Linked DNA regions of Mus musculus: region 2 is linked to region 1. The links are chromatin contacts, called in public HiChIP or PLAC-seq maps. All regions are on one chromosome and are shown on one strand. The core of a region is the stretch at or near the end of the contact, and the rest is flanking DNA. Distances in the headings are between cores, read along the strand shown. Region 1 holds the start of Etv3 (ets variant 3). Region 2 holds the start of Mab21l2 (mab-21-like 2).

The links. HiChIP or PLAC-seq counts read pairs in DNA pulled down with a chosen protein or histone mark.
Region 2: an H3K27ac HiChIP or PLAC-seq map of large pre-B cells shows a contact between it and region 1, with 2.6 times the contacts expected there. The contact joins the promoter of Mab21l2 here to the promoter of Etv3 in region 1. A contact is called at or near these places in 1 of 39 promoter capture datasets (liver) and 1 of 115 datasets of contacts at active chromatin or transcription factors (large pre-B cells).

What each region holds. Positions count from the first base shown.
Region 1 is chr3:87,521,921-87,527,301 of GRCm38.p6, reverse strand. It overlaps Etv3 (ets variant 3), which reads right to left and starts at 1,724. Exons shown (of 5, transcript NM_001083318.2): 1 at 1,643-1,724; 2 at 1-44. The coding sequence starts at 31.
Region 2 is chr3:86,545,344-86,550,863 of GRCm38.p6, reverse strand. Mab21l2 (mab-21-like 2) reads left to right here and starts at 2,581. Exons shown (of 1, transcript NM_011839.4): 1 at 2,581-4,814. The coding sequence starts at 3,173. The coding sequence ends at 4,252. The region is part of intron 40 of Lrba (LPS-responsive beige-like anchor); the gene reads right to left. Gm31677 (a long non-coding RNA gene) reads left to right here. Exons shown (of 5, transcript XR_375777.3): 2 at 38-96; 3 at 1,850-1,913.

The DNA of each region.
Region 1 (5,381 bases), core at 475-2,974:
GCTTTTCCACGATGCTACAGCCTGCTTTCATTTTCGCCCTCCTGCTGAGAGAGACAAGTCACACTACTATTTTGAGATGTTATGAATTATCTAATTAAGGCTTTTTTGGGGGGGAGGGTCACAGTTCCCCCCCCCCAACATCCTTCTTGTTGCCTTTACTTCGTTTCAAAGCCTTCTTTAACCTTTCAAACATGTCACCTCTAAACTAGTAATCCTCATGTCCTCAAATGATGGTCCTTGGGTCATCCACCTCAAAAGCCATAATTATCTCTCACCTGACCTTAGCCGCAAAGTGTAAACACTGTCCTTAATATCTGCTTTCTTCCTTGTGACCAACCGACCCTCCGACATAAGAGAGGGAAGGGAACAGTGAAAGAAGTCCAAAACGGCAGCAAAAGCAAGCCACACAGTTTGTTTTCTGTTGGTAGACAAGCCCAGATGCCAAGATACACAAGCCTGAATTCACCCAGACACACCAACTTAAGAAGTGGGAGAAAAAAAAAAATCCAAATCCCCTATTCAAAAAGGAACATCCGATCCTACGTATTTCTTGAATTGTGTGAGAAGGACATCTTCCAGTCAGAAACTGGGCTCACCTTCCAACAGTATTCTGAGATACAGAAAGTAAACATGTCCTGTGTACAGCCACTCCATACAAGAAACATGTCACTTTCCTAAAATTTTGTGAAAAAAAATGTTATGCCATCTACTTAACAGGGAAATAAAAAGGGTAAAGTAGGTACTTCAGATCGCCTGGCCGGTGGAGGAAGGCATCTTGCTAGGATCTGAATTCATTCCATGCAGATTTATAGTTCCTCAATAAATTTCCCGTTCCCAGCAGCAGACAGCTTTGTGTCAGTCCTTCAGCGAATAGGAGGAGAGGGTGAAACTGACCGGGAATGACGGAGGAGGAGAGACCTGACTTACTCTCATTACCCTGCAGGGTGGACAGCCCCCGGCACCAACCAGAGCAGGTCTGGAGCAACTGCAGGTGCTTCAGAGGCCCCAGGGTGGGGTGGGACAAATTCCTAATCTTGGAAATTTCATCTAACCTAGAATTCCTCTAGGTGTTCTGCATTTTCGTTGACGACAAATACACTAAGGAGAACAGTAAGTTTCAGTCCATGACAACCCTCGGGATCCAGGAGCTGACAAATGGCTCAAGGAAAGAGGCAACAGACAGACAGTGGCACACACAGGATATACACAAGTAACAAGGCACCAGGGCTGGGCAGAGCTTCCTCTCCCATTTCCGTGATGATGGGGTTGAAGAGACACCGATTTCTCCAAGGCTCTGGGACACTGTCCGGGACTAACTCCTACCCTGCGCTGTCGGATCGCAGGGCCCTTTCCCTGCTCCAGAACACCCTTCAGCCTGGTGTCCGTGGGCTCGCGCTGGCCGACGCCCGAGCCGGGCACCCTCTCCTCGATCCTCCGGCCCCCGATGTGCCCATCCAGCCCCTCGGAGCCCGCAGGCGCGTCTGCAGGTGTTCGCGACTCCCCCAGGGCGCTCGGTCACCCTCCCGGCCTGCGGCGGGGCTCGCCGCTCCCGCTGGTCCGCAGCGGCTTCCACGGCCGCCCTCATCCGCGTCCCTTCCGTCCTGCCCGCGCGGGCCGCGACCGCCGACGCCACCAGTCTCACCTCTCCGGCGCCGTCCGTCTCCACTCGGGCTCCTCCGCGGCAGCTCGGGCTCCTCCTCATCCACCCAGAAGGAAGTGACTCCGCGGCGGCTTTCGTCACTTCCACTCTGGGCCAGGGTGGGAGGGGGCGGTGTCGTGAGCGGCACGGCTTCCGCCCAGAAGGTACCGGTGCCCCTCCGTGGCTCGGAGGCCGCGGGGCTGGAACCCTCTGCAGAAGGAAGGCTCTTCCGCGCTGACAGGAGCACAGGAGCTTCAGAGGCACGTGCGAAGTTGGCCTTGCCTTGCACTGTTCCATTTTTAGTCCTGATCTGCCTCGTCCAAGTGTTACAGCGTGCACGACTTTGCCATTCAAACACCGCTCCCCCCTCCCTTTCCCTTTGCCTTTTGTTCCCGATTAAGCAATTACAATTTTGTCCCAGACAAATTTTGTTCAAGAGTTAGTGATAAGGGATGTGAAATCAGCTTCCGTAATTCCAAATGGTTCCCAGCCCTAGTTTCCCTCCAGAGGCAGTGTTGGGACCAGTAAAGGTTAAGTGGATGAGAGTGAAAAGTGGTGAAAAGTGGGGGAAGGCGAAGATGAGAGGCAGAATTGAAGTCTTCATCGAGTGCACGAGTGCGTAGCAACAACTTTATGCAATCACAACCTTTCCCTCCTGGGAACGACACAGAACATGGAAGTCTTACCATGATTTGTATCAAAGGTTGGCTTCTAGCTTTGGATATGCCTATTAGCACCTCCCTTCCCAGACTGGCCAATGAATTTGTAATTATCTCATGCTGTACTTGTGTGTGTAGGATTATAGGTATATACTACCACAACTGGCCTTCTGGCTTCTACTACTGTTTTGTTTGTTTTGCCAGAGGTCTTGACAATGTATCTCTGACTGCCCTAGAAAGCACTATGTAGAGACCCAGGTTGGCCTCGAACTCACAGAGATCTGCCTGCCTCTGCCTCACACTTGTTGGGATTAAAGATATGTGTCACAATGCAAGACTAATAATTGATAGTTCTTGAGGTCTTGAGATAAGTTCAGTACTCAGTATGGCCTAAGGTTACCTTACCTGCTTAAAAAGGAAGGACTAGTGTTGGTGAGGTCTAGTTTTCCCGCCCCTTCTAGTTTGAAAGTCAGTAAAATGAACAAAATTTAAATACCATTGAGAGGATTAGAAATATGAGCACTCTGAGCATAGAAATTGCTTTATAATGGTTTCCATCTTCTGTCCAGTCTAGAACACCATTTTCTATGTTTGGGTCTACAGAACAAATGCTAGGGTTTAGCCGAATCAGCAGTTCTCGACCTGTGGGTTGACCCCCTTTAGTAAGCCCCTATGTCTAAACCTATTTACATTGCAATTCATAACAGTAGCAAAATTACAGTTATGAAGTAGGAACGGAAATAATTTTATGGTTGGGGTCACCACAACATGAGGAACTGTATTAAAGGGTCACAGCATTAGGAAGGCTGAGAACCACCGAGCGAAATGAACATAACATTTTAGTCCTCTTGCCTTCAACTACTGATGGGCTTTGTTACCTCGGTTAAGTAGTCACTGTCACTTCCTCTTCTGTTTGAATGTAGTATTTTTGGAGTATTCCCGTGGACACCTTTAGATGTTTAGTAGTATCTTATTGCGTAGGAGATTACAATAAGTACTTCCTTGATATTTAATGTGTGAACACCATGTTCTACGACTTAGGACGGAGGATGGCACAGTGTAAATATAGCATATGGTTAGGTGGTGAGAAAATGATCTTGAGACTGATAAGAATCCTCAAAGTCTCACACCATTCATGCAAACCTTAGTCATTGTCAACTCCGAAACCAAGGCGATCAGAATGAGCGGTTTCTTCAGAAACTGAGGTTGCCAACCTTCAGCTCATGGGTTAGGTGGGCACGGCTAGCACCAGCAATAATCGAGGACTGGTAGCCAGAGTATGGGGATACTTTCTGTAGATAGTTCCTCTAGATTTTTCTATGGCTATTTCTCTAACTAGGGTCACAGAGGATGAATAAACGCACTTTACACAGATGAACTGGCCTCAGTATTTGGCTTGAGCCTGAACTGATATCTTGAGAAATGTTTATGTCACAGCAGATTTCAACAGAGTTCATATTCTGAGAACTTAGTTAATCGCCTGAAACTTAACAGGGGAATTTAGCTTTGATAAAGCAAACTGGACAATACAAAGGTTTGGGTTGCTCACTGGAAACCTTAACAGTGTGACAGAACCTGGGAGGGATCTGGAGGGGGCAGATTGGGACGGATAGGGACTTCCTACCTAGTTTACCAAAGTCCCTATCTACTGTGTACACCACTCCATGGCTGCCATCATCATCTGTTGCAAACAGGCTTTTACAAGTTGAAGATTCTTTATGCTCTTGAAATGGGGAGAGCATGTACCTTCTACAAGTACGGGCGTGGAAACACTTAGATATAGCCTACTAGTCAAGCTATCTTGTAATCACTCTTGAATTTCCAGTTGCTCAAAGTAACTTTGACGCTGCCTTCCTCCCCCTCCCCACCCATATTTGTAATTGTCCCACATCTAGGATCAGGTTCCGTTCTAAGCCATGCATTCTCAAAATTCCATTCTTACTAAAATACAGCTATTCTCTGATTCCTAAATCTAAAGAAGAGCAGGGCATAGTGACATATGACTGATTCCAGTCACTTGGGAGGTAGAGGAAGATCAGAAGTTCAAGACCAGCATCCATACAGAGAGTTTGGGGATGGTCTGAGTGACATGAGACCTTGTCTCAAAAAACAAAACAAAACAAAACAAAACAAATCAGAGAGGAAATTCTATTTTCCTTCCAACAACCCCTCCTGGATTGGAATCCTCTCCCTACCTCCAGCTTGCATTACTTAACTGCTCCCATTTTTATTTATGCACTCAAAGGTTTCCACACCCTGAACCTACCTGAACATGTGTATAATAAAAGTCTCTCCTGTCTACTCTTGCAGAGGCTGCTGTTTCTATTCCGAGGACTTGTGTCATGGACATACTTCTTCTTCCTAGAGTGTTTGCCTTAGCTTGCAGGCCACCACATAGGCTCTGTCCCTTCGCTAGAAGCACCCAAAGATGCCTCTTCCTCTGCTGTCAGGTGGAGGCTCTGGTGAGTGTTCCTGCACCCACTTCTTAGTCACCTCTAGAAGGCAGGACACCTCACCCCCCCCAAAGTGTATCCTTCCTGAACTTGGACTTCCAAGACCCAGGCTTCAGTCCCTGTTCTGTGTTTGCTATCTGTTCTCTGACTGGACACTATTAGCATCCCCTGAGTGTCCACCTCCTCCTAGCTAAGACGGGACACTACTGATGTTCTTGGTGAGGACAGAGTATAATAGCCTTTCTAAACTCTGGATCATAATTACTTTTACCACCATCTCTGATTCCACACTATTCTTGGTATCAAGAGCTCAAACTTGACAGCAGTTACCACATAATTTTACAAACTTTGAGTAGATTCAGTGTTTTAAACTTGGTTCATAATCTAATGAGAAAAAAGTATTTTTGTCCCCAGAATTCAGGCTTTTGGGTTTCTTACTTTCTGATGCCTAGCCTTGGGTGATGCATGCCAGTCATTCTCTGTTTCAGTTTCTCAGTCAAGTGATCATGCTAAGATGTTCTGGGGGTGGGGGATGGGACATTCTCAGTTGGCAGAGTGCTTGTCTGTTAAACACAAGACTCCACGTTAGACTCCTAGCAGTACACAGAGGAGTGTGCCAGCTAACACTAA
Region 2 (5,520 bases), core at 1,332-3,831, 980 kb after region 1:
CAAAACATTTGTAACGTTTTATCATCCTTGCCTCTAGGAAGAGAAGTGGAGAAACGGTGGACAAGGGTGTGAGGAAACTTGCTCAAGCTGGCAGAGGTGAATGCAGTGGGTGCGCGTGTCCTGTAGCTTGAAGACGTGGCAGGCCGAGCTGAGACAGCCAGAATTACAAGGGTTCGCACAGGCGTCTCTGGCCACATGCATGCTGCAGATCTGGCCCCTGGAGGATGTGGAGGAACTCTGCACCTGGGCCTTGCCACCAGTCCCCGCCCGCCCAGCACTGCCTGTGGGATTTGTTCCAAGCTTCTTTTCCCTGTGGTCCCATACTCCACGGGAGTACACCCCTCTGGCCTGTAACACCTCCAAGGCAGGGACTATAGAACGCACTAGTTACCCGGCTACATGGCATGGTCTGGGTCCTGCAGCACCAAAGCCTCCCTGACCAGCGGGAAACCGCTGGCCGCAGCTAGCCGCCTAGTAGTGCATTCACTCTTAGGAACGCCCATGAAACTACTGTCCCAGAGGCTCTCTGATGCTTACTTTGCAAGGTTCTTCCCAACTCCTCGCTACTTAAAACGGCCCCCAAGCGATAAATCCCGCTTGGTTTAAAAAAGAAAAACCCAAATACTCTTTAGAAAGGAGCTTTAGCATCAAGGTGGAGGCGGGTCAAGTCTCCAGCCCTCCGGACCACCAAAGACTAAGAACGAATGAAGGGGTAGGGATCCAAGCATCTCATGCCCAGTAGAAAGAAACATTAGCTCTCTCGGTAGCAACTGAATTCAGGTTCTGGTAGGTTTCAAAAAATGCAAGTCAAGCTCTCCTACGGGGTTTTACAAAAGTTATACACAGCTTTTTAAAAAAAAAAAAAAACGGGCTAAAGATTTTATTTTCCCTATGCATAACCCACGGCTTAAATATTATCTGCCAAATCAACCTAAAAATAGCCCTTAACTACCTGAGTGTATTAAAACAACTGAGAGCCCTGGCATCTTAAATTCTGAGATAAACTCCCAGTAGCAAGTGAATCACCTTGCTGCAGCCCTTGTTTTTCCAAAAGTCCTACGAGGCAGCAATCACACAGCTTGTTAAGGATAACACATATTCTAAGGAACAAGAGCGACTGAGTTTTAGTGGGATGCAGGGGAGGAGGAAGGCCATCTGGGTAATCAATAACAGTAAAGTTATAGATTTTTATCCCAGTCAACTCCTTTAAAAGCAAGAATCAATTATGAAAATAAAATTATTCTAAACCAGTACTGCCCAAGAATATGTTCACAATTAACGTCACAGTATTTAAAAAATTAAGAAAACCTGAATTCAGGCTCATTTTTTTCCTTCATTTTAATTTAAGTCTAAACTATTTTGGTAGCTTATTTCAATCAGCAAGTATAACCAAGTAATGTATGCTAATATATAAACTTACAGTTTCTCAAAACTCACATATTTTCTCTCTAGTTATTGGTAAATTCCTATAAGAGTAAAATAATGACACAAAGATAGCTAAATCTAAATTATGAAATAAGGATCAAAAACATATCTGGAGTAGTTTTTGTCCTGTTCTGTATTTTTAACAGCATATGGAAATTACTAACAAGAGATTTATGGTTATAGACTGTCATCCTATCCCCTCCTTTACACATACACAGCAATTCTCCAGCTCTTGGCAACAATGGGATGGGAGGGAAAGAGAAGGGGGGGGGGACTACAAAATTTAAGTCCTTTCTTAAGCTCCCCTTCCTGCTCTCATTTGCCTTCAAGCCAAAGACAGTTTGTTAGAGTCTGCACCTTCTGCAGAATGTTCAGAGACTTAAAACCAAAAGTGAAGCTCACTGAAAGCACTACTACTTTGCAGGAATTGATCCAGCCATACCCAGAGAAGAATCCCTTCTATGAAGACTCTCCTCCTCACTGCAACGGTAAGAAAAGAGGATAAAAAAGAAAATGGGACTATGAAACGAGTGAGAGCATTTGGCTTCTGTCTAGTCCCATTTTCTCACCCCCCACGCCCCCTTTATCAAGTGCAGTGTGGTGGCTGCTGAGGTCCCAAGCTTGTCCTCTCTCTCTCTTTCTCTCGGATTGGCTAAAGCACTGACAGCTTGCATAGGGATTGTAGGAACTGAAGCTCCACCCCTTCACGGTGGCCCAGAACCATTCATAAACTAAGGAGAGAGAGAGAGAGAGAGAGAGAGAGAGAGAGAGAGAGAGAGAGAGAGAGAGAGAGAGAGAGAGAGAGAAGTGTGGGGGGCAGGTATCAGAGGACAGGGGGATGAGGTAGAGACTGCAAACGCAACCCAGAGGAGAGGAAAAACCCGGACTCCTTAGACCTGCACACCAGATACAACGTAAGCAACGATTTAGTCACACTAAAATAGATTTTGCTAGGGCCAAAAGTATAAATAACGAGGCAGAAAAGAATATCAAACAACTTGCAGCAGTTTGCACCTAGAGAAAGGCAGGAAGAACCCACCACAAACAAACCAACCCAATCCAAACAACGCCTCCAGTAGGAAGCCAGGAAAACTGCTACGACACAACCCCCTGAGAAGAGAGGAGACTAGCACGCTGAGACCGCGCGGGGCGTCTGCAAACCTCAGAGTGCGCTGCGGCCTGAGCTGTACTTCGCTGCTCTCCGGGCATTAATTACATCCTTCACTTTCCTTTTGGGGGAGGGTAAGGAAGGCATCACCTACGCTGAGCGAAGGCGTCCAACCATCGAGGGAGAAGTTTCAGAATGAACCACTGAATGTTTTTGTCTTATTTTTAAATTTACTTTGGCACTTATAAGACTTCATTTCCAGATATCTGGGCAATCGTGGCTGCTGCGGACATCTAAGCCTAGCCTCTTGGTAACCTAGTTTTTTCTCTCTCACGATTTCATCCATCTCTCCCGCACAAGGAGAGGCTCGTCTTTATTTTTGCAGGTACTTTCCCCCCTAAATAATATTATTTCTAATTTTCTGCGGAAGAAAGAAAAGAAAATTCCAAAGAGGGAAAAGAAAAGGCCAGCCGGCTATATCATCAGCCGGTCAGCCCAGGTGGAAAGCAAGAGTGAAATTGGGGCTTCAGGGGGAACGCACCGCCTTTCCACAGCCGCAGGGCCACCACCAGTGCGTGAGCCTTGGATCCCTCAACGTATTGCGAGACGCCGGTGTACAGCCCGGACCTGTGCCCCAACATGATCGCCGCTCAGGCCAAGCTGGTTTACCAGCTCAATAAATACTACACCGAGCGCTGCCAGGCGCGCAAGGCTGCGATCGCCAAGACCATCCGAGAAGTCTGCAAGGTAGTGTCGGATGTGCTAAAGGAAGTGGAGGTGCAAGAGCCCCGCTTCATCAGCTCTCTGAGTGAGATTGACGCCCGCTACGAGGGGCTGGAGGTAATCTCGCCCACCGAGTTCGAGGTGGTACTCTACCTCAACCAGATGGGAGTCTTCAACTTCGTGGACGACGGATCTCTGCCCGGCTGTGCCGTGCTCAAACTAAGCGATGGGCGGAAGCGGAGCATGTCTCTTTGGGTCGAGTTCATCACAGCGTCTGGCTACCTTTCTGCGCGCAAGATCCGCTCGCGTTTCCAGACACTAGTAGCCCAGGCGGTGGACAAGTGCAGCTACCGGGACGTGGTCAAGATGATCGCCGACACTAGTGAGGTCAAGTTGCGCATCAGGGAGCGCTACGTGGTGCAAATCACCCCAGCGTTCAAGTGCACCGGGATCTGGCCTCGCAGCGCGGCACAGTGGCCTATGCCCCACATCCCCTGGCCCGGCCCCAATCGGGTGGCGGAGGTCAAGGCCGAAGGGTTCAACTTGCTCTCCAAGGAGTGCTACTCGCTGACTGGCAAGCAGAGCTCCGCAGAAAGCGACGCCTGGGTGCTGCAGTTCGGTGAGGCGGAGAACCGCTTGCTGATGGGCGGCTGTAGAAACAAGTGCCTCTCGGTGCTGAAGACGCTGCGGGACCGCCACCTGGAGCTGCCTGGCCAGCCGCTCAATAACTACCACATGAAGACGCTGCTGCTGTACGAGTGCGAGAAACACCCGAGGGAAACGGACTGGGACGAGGCTTGCTTGGGCGACCGTCTGAACGGCATCCTGCTACAGCTCATCTCCTGCCTGCAGTGCCGCCGCTGCCCTCACTACTTTTTGCCCAACCTCGACCTCTTCCAGGGTAAGCCCCACTCGGCCCTGGAGAGCGCTGCCAAGCAGACCTGGAGATTGGCCAGGGAAATCCTCACCAATCCCAAAAGCTTGGACAAACTATAGAGTGCTGCCGACTGCGTGGAAAGCAACATAAATGGGCATGCTCTCCCAGAACACACAACAACAGCAAAAACTCGAAACACAAACTTTTATGTAAATCACCTGAAAGAACGGGAGTAGGCAGAAGACATCCTAATTAAGAAGCAAACAAAAGAGGGCAAACCAACCAACCCCCCCACCCCAAAAATAACATTCTTGCACAAAAATGATCGTTTCCTTCCAAACAATGTGAATTTAAAGATCGCACAAAAGAAGCAATCCGGCTTTGCGAACACAAAATGAAACCCAAGGTACATTTTTCAAATCAATGTATAGTAGCTTCCCTTCTTTTCCTTCTTTACGCCCGCCCCTCCTTGTTTTGGGTTGCTTGCGTGATTGTCACCAAGTGAAAATAATTATTTAACTATATGTGAAATTTCTTTTACAAAGTTTTACTGATGTGAAATGTGTCTCAGTGCCAATGTCAATGTGCCCCTGCCTCCTCCTTTTGCACCCCTAACCCCCGCCCTAAAATGTCTTGTTGAAACCAGTAAACCAGTAATAAAAATATTACTTTACATTGTAATTGGCTGCTTGCGGATTGTTCTTGAATGAAGGCAGATGAGATCACTTTCTAACTTACAAGATGTGAACTTGAACTAAATACAGGAAGCTTCCATTTGAACTCTGATTTGCAAACTTTAAAATACAGCATATTCTGGAGAATTAATTATATAAATCTCCCCCAAAATCCTTAGTAAAAAGTAAAATAAGTATTTTACTCAATATAACACATATTTTATGTTAATAGCAATATTTAAAAAAGAAAAGTGTGAAACAATATATTGTTAATCCTAAAATTTAAAATAATAAAAAAGCCTATTTAAAATTATATCAGGATTTTTTTAATGCTGTAAGGTTTTTTAAAATCTAGTTCTAAATGTTTTTAAAATTGCTTTTAAAGAATGAAGTCATGTCATGCTCTTTCTTCAACTATTCTTTTTAAGTTTCAACTAGTAATAATAAATAAAATTAGCAAGAAAATCAAAGACACCAAAAATAATAAAATAGTCACTGCAATATTTCTCTCCTCTAGCAACTGGTAATATGAACAATTCAGATTTATAACTACTTTGGTTTTTTAATGATTTAGTTATGAATGCAATAAACAGTATCATTTTAATTAAATTTCAAAAATTATTTTGAATCTACCTATATATAAAGGTCTTAAAACTATTTTATGACCTAAATAATTACTCCAAAAATTTAGAAATAGGAAAAGCACCTTCCAT